Linked DNA regions of Anser cygnoides: region 2 is linked to region 1. The links are chromatin contacts, called in public Hi-C maps. All regions are on one chromosome and are shown on one strand. The core of a region is the stretch at or near the end of the contact, and the rest is flanking DNA. Distances in the headings are between cores, read along the strand shown. Region 1 holds the start of LOC106044496 (WD repeat and coiled-coil-containing protein). Region 2 holds the start of GCFC2 (GC-rich sequence DNA-binding factor 2).

Region 1 (6,812 bases), core at 2,107-4,606:
CAGTAACAGAGGTGCCATATATATAAAAACAAATAGCTTGAAAAAAGAAGGAAGAAGGAAGGAAGGAAGGAAGGAAGGAAGGAAGGAAGGAAGGAAGGAAGGAAGGAAGGAAGGAAGGAAGGAAGGAAGGAAGGAAGGAAGGAAGGAAGGAAAAGAAGGAAGGAAGGAAGGAAGGAAGGAAGGAAGGAAGGAAGGAAGGAAGGAAGGAAGGAAGGAAGGAAGGAAGGAAGGAAGGAAGGAATTTTCATGCTGCTCTACAACACAAACTAACCAGCCTGTGGCTATGAAAATCAGACATACACTGTTGGGCAGGGAAATAAACATCTAGATATTACAATAATTACCTACATACCACCCTGGCACTCTGGTAGGCAGAGACGAATCTATTTCGATCAAGATACTACACAAGTGATCATATTTTACAGATTTACAAATGTATACAAGTTTTTCTGATACCTTTGGTTCATCTGTAGACCCTAGTTAATATTTAATTCGTATATTTATAAGCAAATTTACATGATTAAAATGAAAGTCTCTGAAAATACTTGATCATATAATTCTAGGCACAGAAAGAAAAAGTAACTGTTTAACGTGAAATTATCTCCTGATGCATTTTTAAATGCGGTCTCTCCACCTGATAAAACAAGTTAGACAAAAAAGTGCCAAATCATTACTCTCTCAAGAATACCATTACCGTCAGGAACTCAGTTCCTTCAGCAGGCTGTTGCTGTCTGGTATAGCCCTCTGGTGGCCCAGCTCTGCCTTAACCACCAGGGAACAGAGCAGCTGCCAGCTCTCTGGTGCCAGGCACTGATGGAAATACTAAATGGCCACACTCGCTGCTGAAACCTGCCCCCAAAAGTCTTCTTATTCATGGGTGGCCTGGCAGCACTTTCCAACTTCATCACCATCAATCGATCAAAACCACAGTATCACTAATGCTATAGGAGGTGCACCTTTTTGTCACCCTTCTTTATTTGGTGTCGATAGGGAAATGATTGAAAACACAGGTCTGTCTTATCCTGGCAATGCACAGGACCAAGCAACCCCAGGCACTTCACAGTGCCAGTAGCTGATGTAATACAGCGCTGAGTGTCTCGGCACATACAGTCCTACAGAAAGAAGGGAGCTGAACTGGAAAACGACCCCCCTTGCAACCCTTACCAACCCACAAGAGGGAGTAGAAACTTTTAGCGCTTGTAACTGCACGTGTGCTTCCTGGGGCTAAAAGAACAAGAGCAAATAAAATAACTGTCATTGCCATCTCTCAAGCAGGGCTTAGCTCTGCTCACCTCTGAGAAGCGTAACATACCAAGAACCTAACCTCGAGAGTGCACAGGGAACATAAGTGCATAGTGAATATAAGAGTAGGTTTTTGCAGGAACGAAATCATTTTTCAGATTTCCTTTTCAGTTCCAGGTTAGTTTGGGATTGTTCTCGCTCCAGTGGTGAGCATTCTGTACTCTGACTGCTGTTAATGTGCTCTCTGTCAAAGAAGAGGGAACACAGAGAAGAGATGTGAAAATCGTGTTTGTTCACTTTCTGATTAATTCTCACATATCTGAGAATAAGTATTTGTCAAGCAACACAGAAAAGCTGTCATTTGTGTCCTCTGCTTTCTGAACTAAAATGTAACTTTATAAATCTATTAATCATCTCAAACCTGGTTTTATTTTGTTGTTGGTTTTGGTTGGTTGGTTGTTTTGTTTATAGCACCTCACAGCGTCAAGGGCCTGAAGCTGGCAGAAAGACCCTTTCTTTTAAAAAATACAGCAGTTCAAACAAATCCTATTTTCTACCACTCGCTATCCAGAAGTCTCATGGCCACTTCTCCTTTGCTGGACAATTTTCTGAAGGAAGCTGGAAGTGAAATTTCTATATGAGTGGCATGAATTTCTCTTCCATGACCCTTTCCCACTATAATCAGATAAGAGAAGAGTTCTTATGCACTGCAGTCTTCTTGAGCCCTCTATCCTATAATCCAGCATCTTACAGGTACCCTGTCAGGTAGAAAACAGTCAAATTAGTGTTTTCTGTTTGTTTGTTTGTTTGTTTGTTTGTTTTGACAGACAATACCTGGAATTTTACCTTGTAACCAATAGTCTGTCATAGATCCAAAGATGCCCTCACCTTTAGTGCAAACTAGACCATTGAATTTCATATTCATACATTGAACTCCAAAATTTGTCTGTGACTACGGAGGAATTTGCATTTAGCTAAAAAATATGTCCCAGAAAGTCGCCACATTTTGACTTAAAGATGAAAGTGGAAAACTGATGCTTTCTGTTAGTAGTTTGCTCCAGAGGTCAATCACACTGACAGCTGTGTCCTGCTTGAGTTGATCCATGGGCTCTTTTGTTAAACCTTTCTGCACTAACTCAAAAAAAGAAAAATAATAATATACATATATAGATAGACAAGTAGAATCATAGAATCATTAGGGTTGGAAAAGACCTCCAAGATCATCTGGTCCAACGCACTAGGTCCAACCTTCCCTTGAACACCCCCAGGGACGGTGACTCCACCACCTCCCTGGGCAACCCGTCCCAATGCCTGACTGCTCTTTCTGAGAAGAAATGTCTCCTCATTTCCAACCTAAATCTCCCCTGACACAACTTGAGGCCATTCCCTCTAGTCCTATCACTAGGTACCTGTGAGAAGAGGCCGACCCCCAGCTCCCCACACCTTCCTTTCAGGTAGTTGCAGAGAGCCATAAGGCCTCCCCTGAGCCTCCTCATGCACTAGTCTTTTTCTTTCTTTCTTTTTTTTTTTTTTTTTTTTTTTTTTACATTTGAGCTTTTTTGTACGTTTGACCTCACGTTCATTTTGAGTATTTTGTTCACACCCTGAACCAATTTGACAGCTCTTTAATGCACCTTTTCCAGTACTTCAACATCCTGTCATGGGTTTCAAAACCTGTGCAGTGATCGGACTGCTCTGCAATACTAAGCACTGACAAGTGCTACGGCATACACCTTGCAAGAGCACACAATTAACTTTAAAAAGGCCTCGGGGACTTCACAGTGTGTTATGCCCAATGCAGTAAATCCAGACCAAAGTTGTTTTGGAGCACTTCTGTATCACATTTATGTGCTTTATTCCCTGGGTTTAAACGTGACCTCCCGAGGATAACACAGAACAAAGCGGGTATGCATCTAATTAACTGATTTTCCACCTTTATGGAGAAAAAAAGAAGTCCCCAGACACGGGGCAGGGCGCAAACCCCGACCCCTCGCCCGCGGTCCCCTCAGGGACGGGCGACAGCGGGGCGGCGGGAAGAAGCCATTCCCGCCACCCTCGGGATTGGCGGAGAGCCGCGTGACGTCACGGCCGAGCCCCGCTGCCTCCTGGGAGTTGTAGTCCTAGCGCCCAGCCCCTGTAGGCACCGCCCGCCGCGTCACAGGGCCCGGGCGGGCCGGGCCGGGGCGGAGAGGCGGAACGGAGGCCGGGACCAGAAGGCGGCCGCCGCTCGCTGCCGTCGGGGCCGTGCCGAGCCGCCGGGAGGGTGAGGTCGGTCGCCGGCCGCGGCGGGGAGGAGCGCGGCGGGCGGGCCGCTGAGGGAGGCGGGGGATATCGGTGCGGGCGGGCCCGCGCAGCGAGCGGCGGGGCGGGCGGCTGGTTTTGGGGAAGCGGCGCGGGCGGGCGGCTGGTTTTGGGGAAGCGGCGCGGGCGGGCGGGTTTGGGCGCTCCCTTCGCCCCCTTCTCCCCGGCGCTGCCCCGTTTGGCCCCGCGGGGCTCCCCGCAGGCTCCTCGGCTCCTCAGAGGGGCAGGGAGCGGGAGTTGTGCCGCGCCGAGCAGCTCAGCCCGGCCTCCGCCATGTCACGGGGCTGCGGCATGCCTCAGCACCCCGGGGTGCCGGGCGGTGCGGGTGCCACGGCCGCCGGGCCCGGTTTTCCTTTTCCAGGTGTCCTCGGGCGATGTGGAGCGGCTCCTCCGCCAGAAGGAACCGCCCAGGTGGCCCCGGAGCTGTAGGATCCCAGCCTGTCTTATGAGGCAAGTTGGCATCGCCCTTCTGTGTGTGAAGCTTGCCCAGCAGGGGTGTGGCGCTCAGATTCCTTAAAAACAATCAAATCCCGCTTTAATTTTTCCACAAGTGGCCGTTGCTTAAAAGGAAATTGAGATCAGTTGTTTTGGAGCTTAGAAGAGCCAGGCAGGTGATGGAGAAGGTAACTGGGAAGTACCTCAAGTGTGCTTTTACCACAAGGCAACATGCTTAAAGTTGTCCCTGACAGACTTTTACGATCAAATTGCATCAGTGCAATAGCAAAAGAGTATCAAATTCATGGAGCACCTTCTTCCCCTCTGCAAGGTAACCCGCTTGAGTGCTGAGCTGTCATTTTTAGTTACAATTTTTCCTTAATAGCTGACCTAAATCTCCTTTGTTGAAACTAAGCTGCTTATTATCTTGCACAGTGGACCTGGAGAACAATGGATCAGGGCTGTCTCTTCTACCACCTGGTTTGTGTTTGCAAGTTTACACTCACATTCTCCAAACTAAATTAACCCAATTTTTGTGGTTCTGTGGTCCGTGAACTCTATGAAACATTTCCATCATCATTGGACTGTGAAACGCAGAACTAGGCAGAGAGCTTCAGTAGTAGTAAGGTAATTATCTCCCTGGTGCGTAGCATCTCTCCTAAAAACATTCCCAAATTATACGGTCTTATTTTGCAACTTTCGTACTGAAATTAGCGAATTACTCAGTTTGTGATCCACTGTAAGCCAGACCTGTTTTTGCTATGCACCTATGCAGGCAGTTACGCTCAGAGAAGCTGTGGGTGCCCCATCCCTGGCAGTGCCCAAGGCCAGGCTGGATGGGATTTGGGCAGCCTGGGCTGGTGGGAGGTGTCCCTGCCCATGGCAGGGGGCTGGAATTAGGTGATCTTTAAGGTCCCTTCCAACCTAAACCATTCTTGATTTCCTGGAGAGATATTCATGCTTCTCCCCCCACACACACACTTCCTTCCCGCCCCCCTTTACTATTTTTTGTGCTCGTAATTAACTTGATAAGGAGACATCCTGATCATCATAACTGTATAATTTTAGTCTCTTAAGTCTGCTCTTCCAGTCCTTTTCTTCCAAGATGGGATCAGCAACAAATCGTTAATTAAAATCTGAAGTAGAGCCAGCTCCTTCATGTCGTGATAACCCTTCCAATTTGACTGTTGACTTTCTCATACACTTTCTTGTTTTTCATCTTTCCTACTAAAGCTGCAGCTCATTCTGTGCCATGACTTTGCAGCTGAGCGAAATCCTGTAGAGAATCTTAAACGAGGAGACCATCGATTCCTTTCAGTTAGCTTGTGTGCACAGAATAGGGATTGCTCGCAGCTCAAAAACTAGAAATGTGGGTAAAATTGTGAACCCCTTTGAAGTTTTGGTGCCTTGTGGATGTCCCGGAGACTTGGTTACAGCCTGCAGAGAATGACGATTGCTGTCAGTTTCCCATTCTCCCTCTTGAAGCTGTTACACAGTGTAGGGAACTGAGAAGCCTTCTGCTGAGGCATCAGGCAAATGATGTAACCCATTTGTCAAGAGTACTGGAACAAAGGTTTTCTGCGTTTTTAGTTCCTACCCATAAAACAGTAATTTCTATTTTGCTGGACACTATGAAAGGACATAATTCTGCAGCAATAACCAAACAATAAAACTGCCCCCAGAATTACTGTAGATAGGTAAAAACGCGTACATTTTGTATGAATATTCAGGTAAATATAAGTGCCAGTCTACAGACATAGTCAGCTGCCTGTTGCTTGCTGCTTTCATCCCTTGTACTCCGCAAACAGTAACAAGATGCTTTGGGGACTCTGATAAAAAGGCCCCAAAACATTTAGGAAAAGGGTTGGGAGGGAAGGGGAAGACTGCCCTAACTGCACTAGGGGATGTTGAAGCTGTGAGGTCACTGATATCCTCTCACAGTACTCACTCGCACATGCCTCAGGTAGATGGTTCTGTCCCCTACCTGTGTTCTAAGTTCTTTTAAATACTTTCTCAATAAATTTCCTCAGAAGAATCCGCTTTGATTCTAACTTGTTTCAAAATTGCATTTGCTCTTTTAGAGAGCTTTCTGGAATAACCAGGCAAATGCCTCATTCTAACCCACTTAATACAGGATCAGATTTATAGATAATACATTAATGCTCTGTCATACTTGTAAGAGATTACTTTATCTGATCACAAATGGGCCACGAAGCTGAGGGTGAGAGGTGACGTTTTGAAAATTCTTAATACTAAGTCATTCCAAAATACCCTGAGAAGCAGCAACCTGTCGATTAGAATGAAAGGACTGGTTTTGTGATGAAAATGCAGCAGACTAAGCCTGAATAAACAGCAAAACCTCTTTTAAAATTGCATTTCACTGGGGAAACATTACGAACAACAACAAAAGTTGGGTTGTGGACAAGCATTATGTGTGTGTTGGCTTCACTGAAAGGAGGAGTCGAGCGTTGGCAGGGCCATAAGCTGAATAATCCTACAGGTGTTTTCCTCTGTCCTCCACAATAATTTTTTCTTTCATTCTGATTTGTTTAGATGCCTCACATCAAAAAATCATGGAGCTAGGAAAGGCGAAGCTTCTGAGAACGGGCCTTAATGCCTTACACCAAGCGATTCACCCCGTGCACGGTATTGCCTGGACAGATGGGAAACAGGTCATCCTAACTTCTTTACACCTCCACAACGGAGAGCCAAAATTTGGTGACTCGAGCGTTGTTGGTCAGTTCGAACACGTTCACGGACTCTACTGGGGCCCGAGCCCCGCTGATGCCCCAGCCCTTCTTGCTGTTCAGCATAAGAAGCACATCACCGTGTGG
Region 2 (6,812 bases), core at 3,185-5,684, 210 kb before region 1:
ATATAAGCAGGTGGAAAGACATCCTTAAAAAGCAGCTCAATCGAAAAAACAAAACTCAGACTTCTTCTTTCAAATAACCACTAGCCTGTTGTCCTTTTTCCGATCTCCTCAGAGGATCAAGGTTACTGAACTAATGCAGTTTACAAAGAAATCAAAAGTTTACAAATAAGACAGCATAGATGAGGTTAAATTCTAATCTCAAAGTGAATTATGCATCATTAAAGATCAGTTTTTTCACTGCCTTTCTTCCAAAAGGAATGGTTACAATTTTTGATCCATTTCCTGAAATTAACACAGAACCACAAACATTCGCAGTCAAAAACATTGGGGAACTACCACTGTGCTTTCAGAAGGGTCAGCCTCAACTCAGCACAAACAAGATGCTTACATCTTACATGATTTTAGCTAAGTGGGATTCATCTCACCCGTCTAGTCATGTACTTTCAAACAAAAGAAGTTGCAATACTACTTCTAAAAAAATAAAAAAATACATCCACCACTGACCTGGTGATAAATCCTTCCTCCTCCCCGGAGGAGTGGATTCATTTTCAGAGTCTGCGCTGTTGTTGTCCTCACTTTGTGAAGAATAACTTTCCTCCTCCTCCTTCTCCTCTTCGTGCATGTCTTCATTGTTACCAGTTCCAGGCTCCAAATCACAGATTTCTGCTTTAAGTGAAAGAAGTAAGACATGATTTCAGTTTTGGCTGCTGAAATGAGATGTGCCATTAACTGTTTTACTAAATTATTTATTTAGTTGCTAGTAACTGTTTGGACTGTATGACCAAAGACTGGTCACACATCTATTTCCACCCGTCCTTATCAAAACAGGCCAAAACTTCACACATTCCAGTACAGTTATTTACAGCCCACATCTCATCTGGAATTGAAGCATCTGTGGCAGCCCTGAACTAACACATTCTTCTGAGAGACAGAGCACATTTGTACACACAAGAGCAACACATAAGCTCCCAGCTGACATCTGATTTATGTCTTCATAGGTCACAGCTTCATTTCATAAAGGGGGGGTTGGTTTGATTGTTTTTAGCACTAACAATGAGGGAGCTTGTACTTAAGCAGTAAAGATTAATTTATGTTTTGTCTCTGATTATCTTAGAATTCTCTAGAAACACTGCTTTCTCTTCAGTCTGCCACTATCTTCAGTAAGCCATATTGAACATGTCACCAATTATAAGAGTAAGGCATACTTTTATAAGAAGTTACTAAAGATTTATTTGAACCACAAAGGAAATTATATCTCAACCTAGTTTATTTTTATCTAGCAGTAGCATTACAGCATATCTGTGAAATGCCAGAGGTGTCAAAGAGGTAAATAGAAGGGAAGAGAACATCTTATACACACTTGTAAAACAGACAAACCCCAAATATCCCACTAAGAAATTTTACTAAGATTCAATAAGATTCACTAAGATTCAACTAAGATTCAATAAGACTTAGAATATTAACAGAACAATCAAGGCTATTGATGGCATCCAATTAAGATATCCACATTTTAATAGCAAAGTTTAATAACACAAAGCTTAAGGTTTACCTTAAGCTCCATCAAACAAAAACTTATTAAGCTCACATTTGATCTGAATTTTTGCGCTAACACTGCAAACTGACAGTACCCAGCAGTGAATAGCTGCCACAGTTTTAAAGTCATGATGCTGTGACATTTGTCACATGTTTTTAATCAACCGATACACTACAGAGGTTCTGCATACTCAGCTCTTCTCAGGAACTCCCAAGTTCTGACCCCCCCCTTTTAGCAAGGTCAGTAAGGAAAAACACTAAATCAGTAGAAACAGATTAAAATTATAAGCTTGTAAAGTAACACTGCAAGTATCATCCCAGAATCAAATAGCAAATAGAAAGCATCTAACAGTATTGAGGCATAACTCTTAATTTACTGATTTCATAATGTTTTCATTGAACTAATGTAGGGAATCTTTTAACAGTAGAAGTACGTACTTTTGCTTTCTTCTACTTCTCTCTGTGCAGGCAGCAGGCTTTTCTTCTTTTGAATTCTAAAGGTTACTTCATTGAAGGACGGCTTTTTGATTTTGAAAAGTTCTTCATCACCTGGAGAGATAAAACCCAATGACTCAGAGACATATTAACAAAGTATTGTATATGCATGTATATATGTAAAGCACATATATATAAAGCAAATAAACCTTACATGTGCATTCAGCACATATTCTGAAGTTCTGGCTGCTTCTATCTAACTGACTAACTAGCTCTGACTAACTTCTGTCTACCTATCACTTTATTGCTCAGGATCCATCACTTCTGAATTTACATCTGTGGAGCTTAGCCTCCTTGACAGAGCAACACCTCCCCTAGCATGACCTGAGGCCATTTCCTCCTGCCCTATCACTTGTCACCTGAGAAAAGAAACCAACACCCTGTTCACTGCAGCCTCCTCTCCCGTAGTTGTAGAGAGCCACAAGGTCTTCCCTGAGCCTCCTCTTCTCCAGACTACACAACCCCAGTTCCCTCAGCCACTCCTCCTAAGTCCTGTTTTCAAGTCCCTTCACCAGCTTCATTGCTCTTCTCTGAGCTCCACCAACTCAATATCCTTCTTGCAGCAAGCTACCTTTCTGTTTTTTCAAGTTTTCTCTAGCTCTACAAAACTTTCCAATGTGTGCCACAAGCACACAAAGAGACATCAAAGTGCTGTTACAGGCACGTCTCTCCTAAACCCCACAACATCCGTAACACAGGATCCCAACTTGTGTTCAGAAGAAGGTGCATAGAAGAGACCTGCGGCCCACCAAGCAACCAGCACCCCCACTGCACTTGGTTTACGTGACAAGGGTTTGGTAGCAGAGGGCTGCAAGGGGGGGCCTCTGTGAGAAGAATCCAGAAGTTGCCCCATGTCAGTGTCAGGTAAGAGCCAGCTCCAGCCAGCTCCAAAGGGCCCACCACTGGACAGAGCCGAGTGCTGCGGCCTGTGGAGAGGCCCCTGGTGGAGCAGGCTGTCCCCCTGCAGCCCATGGGTCCCACACGGAGCAGATCTCCACGCTGCGGCCCGTGCAGGAGCCCCCGGTGGAGCAGGTGGATGTGGCCTGGAGGAGGCTGCGGCCCATGGAGAGCCCCCGCAGGAGCAGGCCCCGGGCCGGAGCTGCAGCCCGTGGAGAGGAGCCCACGCAGGAGCAGGGGGTCTGGGGGGAGCTGCCGCCCGTGGGGGCCCCGTGCTGGAGCAGTTTGCTCCTGGGGGATGGACCCCGTGGGACGGAGCCGTGTGGGAGCAGTTCTTGAAGAGCTGCTGCCTGTGGGCAGCCCCCGCAGGCTCAGTTCGGGAAGGACGGCATCCCGTGGGAGGGACCCCACGGGGAGCAGGGGCAGAGAGGGACCGTGAAGGAGCAGCAGAGACCAAGTACTAGGGTCTGACTACAATCTCTTATCATAGAATCAGTAAGATCTCCAAGATCACCTGATCCAACCATCCCCCTACCACCACTGTCACCCACTAAACCATGTCCCTAAGCACCAGGTCCATCCTTTCCTTGAACACCCCCAGGGACGGTGACGCCACCACCTCCCTGGGCAACCCGTCCCAGTGCCTGACTGCTCTTTCTGAGAAGAAATGTCTCCTCATTTCCAACCTGAACCTCCCCTGGCACAACTTCAGGCCATTCCCTCTAATCCTATCACTAGGTACCTTACAGAAGAGGCCGACCCCCAGCACCCACAGCTTCCTTTCAGGCAGTTGCAGAGAGCAATAAGGTCTGCCCTGAGCCTCCTCTCTTTATATACCATATCTGTTCCCTGTTTCCTTGCACCACTCGGGGGGAGGAGACGAAAGAGGGTGGACGGGGAGAAAGCGGTTTTAGTTTGCTTTTAGTTTCTCACTGCTCTAGCCTATTAGCAACAGGCAATAAATTGTATTGATCTCCCTGTGCGGAGCCTGTTTTGCCCGTGATAGCCGATGGGCGATCTCCCTGCCCTTATCTCACCCCCGAGCCCTTTTTGTCCCATTTTATCCCCTTCCAGGAGGGGCAGCGACCGAGCAGTTACGGCAGACCCCAGCAGGACAAACCCCCCCCCCCCCACCACGAAGCCACCGCGGCGGTGCCCAGCGAAGCCGAGAACCCCCCGCTCTCCGCCCCCTCACCTTCCCGCTCCTCCTCGCTCCCGAAGCTCAGCACCCCCGCACCGCCCCGCACCCCCGCTCCGCCCCGCACCGGCCGCTCTGCGGGCAGCGGCCCCTCCGCAGCGGCGGTGCCGGGGTCCTGCGGCGGGGCAGGGGCAGGGTCCGGGACGTAGCCAGGGTCAGGCTCAGCCCCCGGCTCCTCCTCGCTGCTGCCGCTGGAGGCCGGGCGGCGCCGGGCGCGGAAGGTGCGCGGGGCTCGGCGGAACATGGCGCGGGGCGGGCCCGGCAGCGGCTGCGTGCGGAGGGTGCGCGGCGGCCGCAGGCTCTGCCCCCTGCGGGGCCAGCCCCGCCTCGGGTCCCCGGGGAAGGGGAGGAGCGAGGGGAGGGGAAGGGAAGGGGAAGGGCCTCGCACAGGCTGAGGGGGGTGTGGAAAGTGTCCTCCAGCTGAAGGCGATCTGGGGTTGGGTGATCACTCAGACACGTGAAAATAAAATTTATTTGAAGGTCAGTGTGTGTGTGTGTGTTCGTGGTGGGGGTGGCCCTGATGGGTCCTTCCCGTGCCCCGCAGCTTGGTGCTACGTAGTTGTCAAAAAACAATCACGTTTTTTATTTTGTTTCTCTGGATTTAGCTCTCTGAAGGAGGCAGGCAAATGCCAGCGCTGTTAAGAGGGGTTGGGAACAGAAGGACGGTGGGGTTGTGGCATAACAAGGACTTAAATTTAGTTTGTGTGGTGAGGGGCTGTACAGTGGCACGTACCATCCCTCATCTCTGTGGTGAATGAGATCTGTGGAAAGAAAGCTTCAGGTCCAACCCCTACGGTTACACCAGGAACAGGGCGAGTCCTTCAAGTAAGGCCTTTGTGTCCCAAGAGAAGTATCCAAAAATAGTGGACATTTGAAATGTTCTTGCTTAAATTGCTTCACCCATCCCTCCTTCATCTGTAGGATGAAGATACCAATATTAACTTGCCTCAGGAATCACATGAAGAAGAGAAACTGCGTTTGTGAAGCACAATGCGGTACAATAAGACCAATATAAAAACCCAAGAGAAAATTAAAATATTTCTAGTTAGTGCAGGTTCTGAACAGTTCATATTAAATAAAACCCAAGGCTGTACAATGAATAATAAGGATTATAAAAACTACCAATTCAATAAGCACAGTTCATCTTGCAAATGTCATTCATCCTCTGCACTGGAAAAGGTTGGTGGGTCTTGTGAAAAAAAAAAGAAGTAGTTGTGCAAGTAGATATGTGCCTAAAAAATGACTTACTGTGAGCTCTGATGCAAAGCTGCATTATAGCTTTGCAATTTATATATGTTTCCCCTGTGTGTTTTCTCTGACTGAGGGGTGAAGTCAAGGATAGTCTGAGGATGCACAGGTACACCGAATTTATCCGCCAGGTGGATAAATTGGACAATGCTGAGTTTGCTGGCATAGATCAACCTGGAATTATGCCAATGAAGTTACTTGCTTCTTATTTACTGTTCCAGCACTGATGTTACATGATGCTAAACAGGTCTCAAGAGCTGTCCTAGGGGCCTGTGTTTCCTCTGACATTTTTTTTAACAGTTGGAAATCTCCTTTCCTTTTCTGTGACTCTATATTAAGTCTTGAGAGATTCTCTATCTGATTTTAAATTCTTCAATAGTGAAGTAAGTAATAGAATAATAAAATTCATCTAGTGAGCGCTGTTTAGGCAGGACTGAACTGCCTGCTTGGATGACAAAATGGTCCAGGCCTTCAGCATGGCAGAAACGTGGAACAGATCTGTGGCACAGTTGGTATTAATAGCAGGGAGAAACTGCTGTGTTTGCAGTTGTCACTCCAGTTAATATGCTCACTGAGTGCCAAGATACTAGTCTAAGTAGTCACATCTAACCAAAATGATCCCAGTGCAGAAGAGGAAAAGCAAATTCAATTGTAGCAAAGTATCTCTTTGGAAGGAATTCGGTGCAAATGCCAGTGGATTTATTTTGCTAGGCACTAAAAGCTCATTTGCCATGCAAATGGATTTTGAGAAGGGCTCTGTGGAGATCAGTGATTCAGATCAGCAAATTTCTATAGGTTTCTCTTACCAAAGCAAGAAGTAGCATGAAAGCAAGATGAATCTTGCACAACATTTCCAGTGAAGCATTAGTGACCGATAGTATGGTCTCTTTTCACACTCCATAGACTTCAGCTCTGGCTTGAACTCCGTTAAACTTTAACATCAAAGTTACAAAGTGACTTGCTCTGTAAGACTCACTGTTCATCAGAAACAAGTTTTGAGTGCAGAAGAACCCAAACTCAAAGGCCAAATCAATTTTGCCTCAAGACTGTAAAACTAGATTCAACCTTCTGAATGCAACAACTTCTTTACCTCCCGTAGCTGGAGTTACTGCACAATGTTATTTGCAGCAGCTGAGGGAATGCTTCGTGCTTGCTTCTTTTCGTGTCAAGAATAAGTCCGGCAGAACATGAGGCAAAGAAAACAGAGGAGGGCAGTATCACCTCAGACTGTCAGTATTACATGGGACAAGTAAGAGCCACAGTCATCAGCAATGTCTATGTTTCATTAACATAGAGTTTTAGTGTAGACTTCCATAAACTGGCTTAAAATCAGTGATCTGTTTACCCTGTCGATTAATGTGTGATTGTATTAATTATGTTATTAATCATACATTTGCTTTGCTCTCTTACACTGTTTTGTCTATCTTTATCACTGCATTTT

Evidence for each region. Hi-C and Micro-C count contacts between places; a contact is called where the count stands out from the background.
Region 2: a contact with region 1 is called in a Hi-C map of liver, with 1.8 times the contacts expected there. The contact joins the promoter of GCFC2 here to the promoter of LOC106044496 in region 1. A contact is called at or near these places in 2 of 7 Hi-C or Micro-C datasets (granulosa cells and liver).

The regions. Positions count from the first base shown.
Region 1 is chr3:115,453,719-115,460,530 of Taihu_goose_T2T_genome, reverse strand. LOC106044496 (WD repeat and coiled-coil-containing protein) reads left to right here and starts at 3,356. Exons shown (of 6, transcript XM_048065807.2): 1 at 3,356-3,510; 2 at 3,905-3,993; 3 at 4,095-4,309; 4 at 6,532-6,812. The coding sequence starts at 4,210.
Region 2 is chr3:115,661,151-115,667,962 of Taihu_goose_T2T_genome, reverse strand. GCFC2 (GC-rich sequence DNA-binding factor 2) reads right to left here and starts at 4,434. Exons shown (of 18, transcript XM_048065712.2): 1 at 4,121-4,434; 2 at 1,972-2,082; 3 at 505-663. The coding sequence starts at 4,367.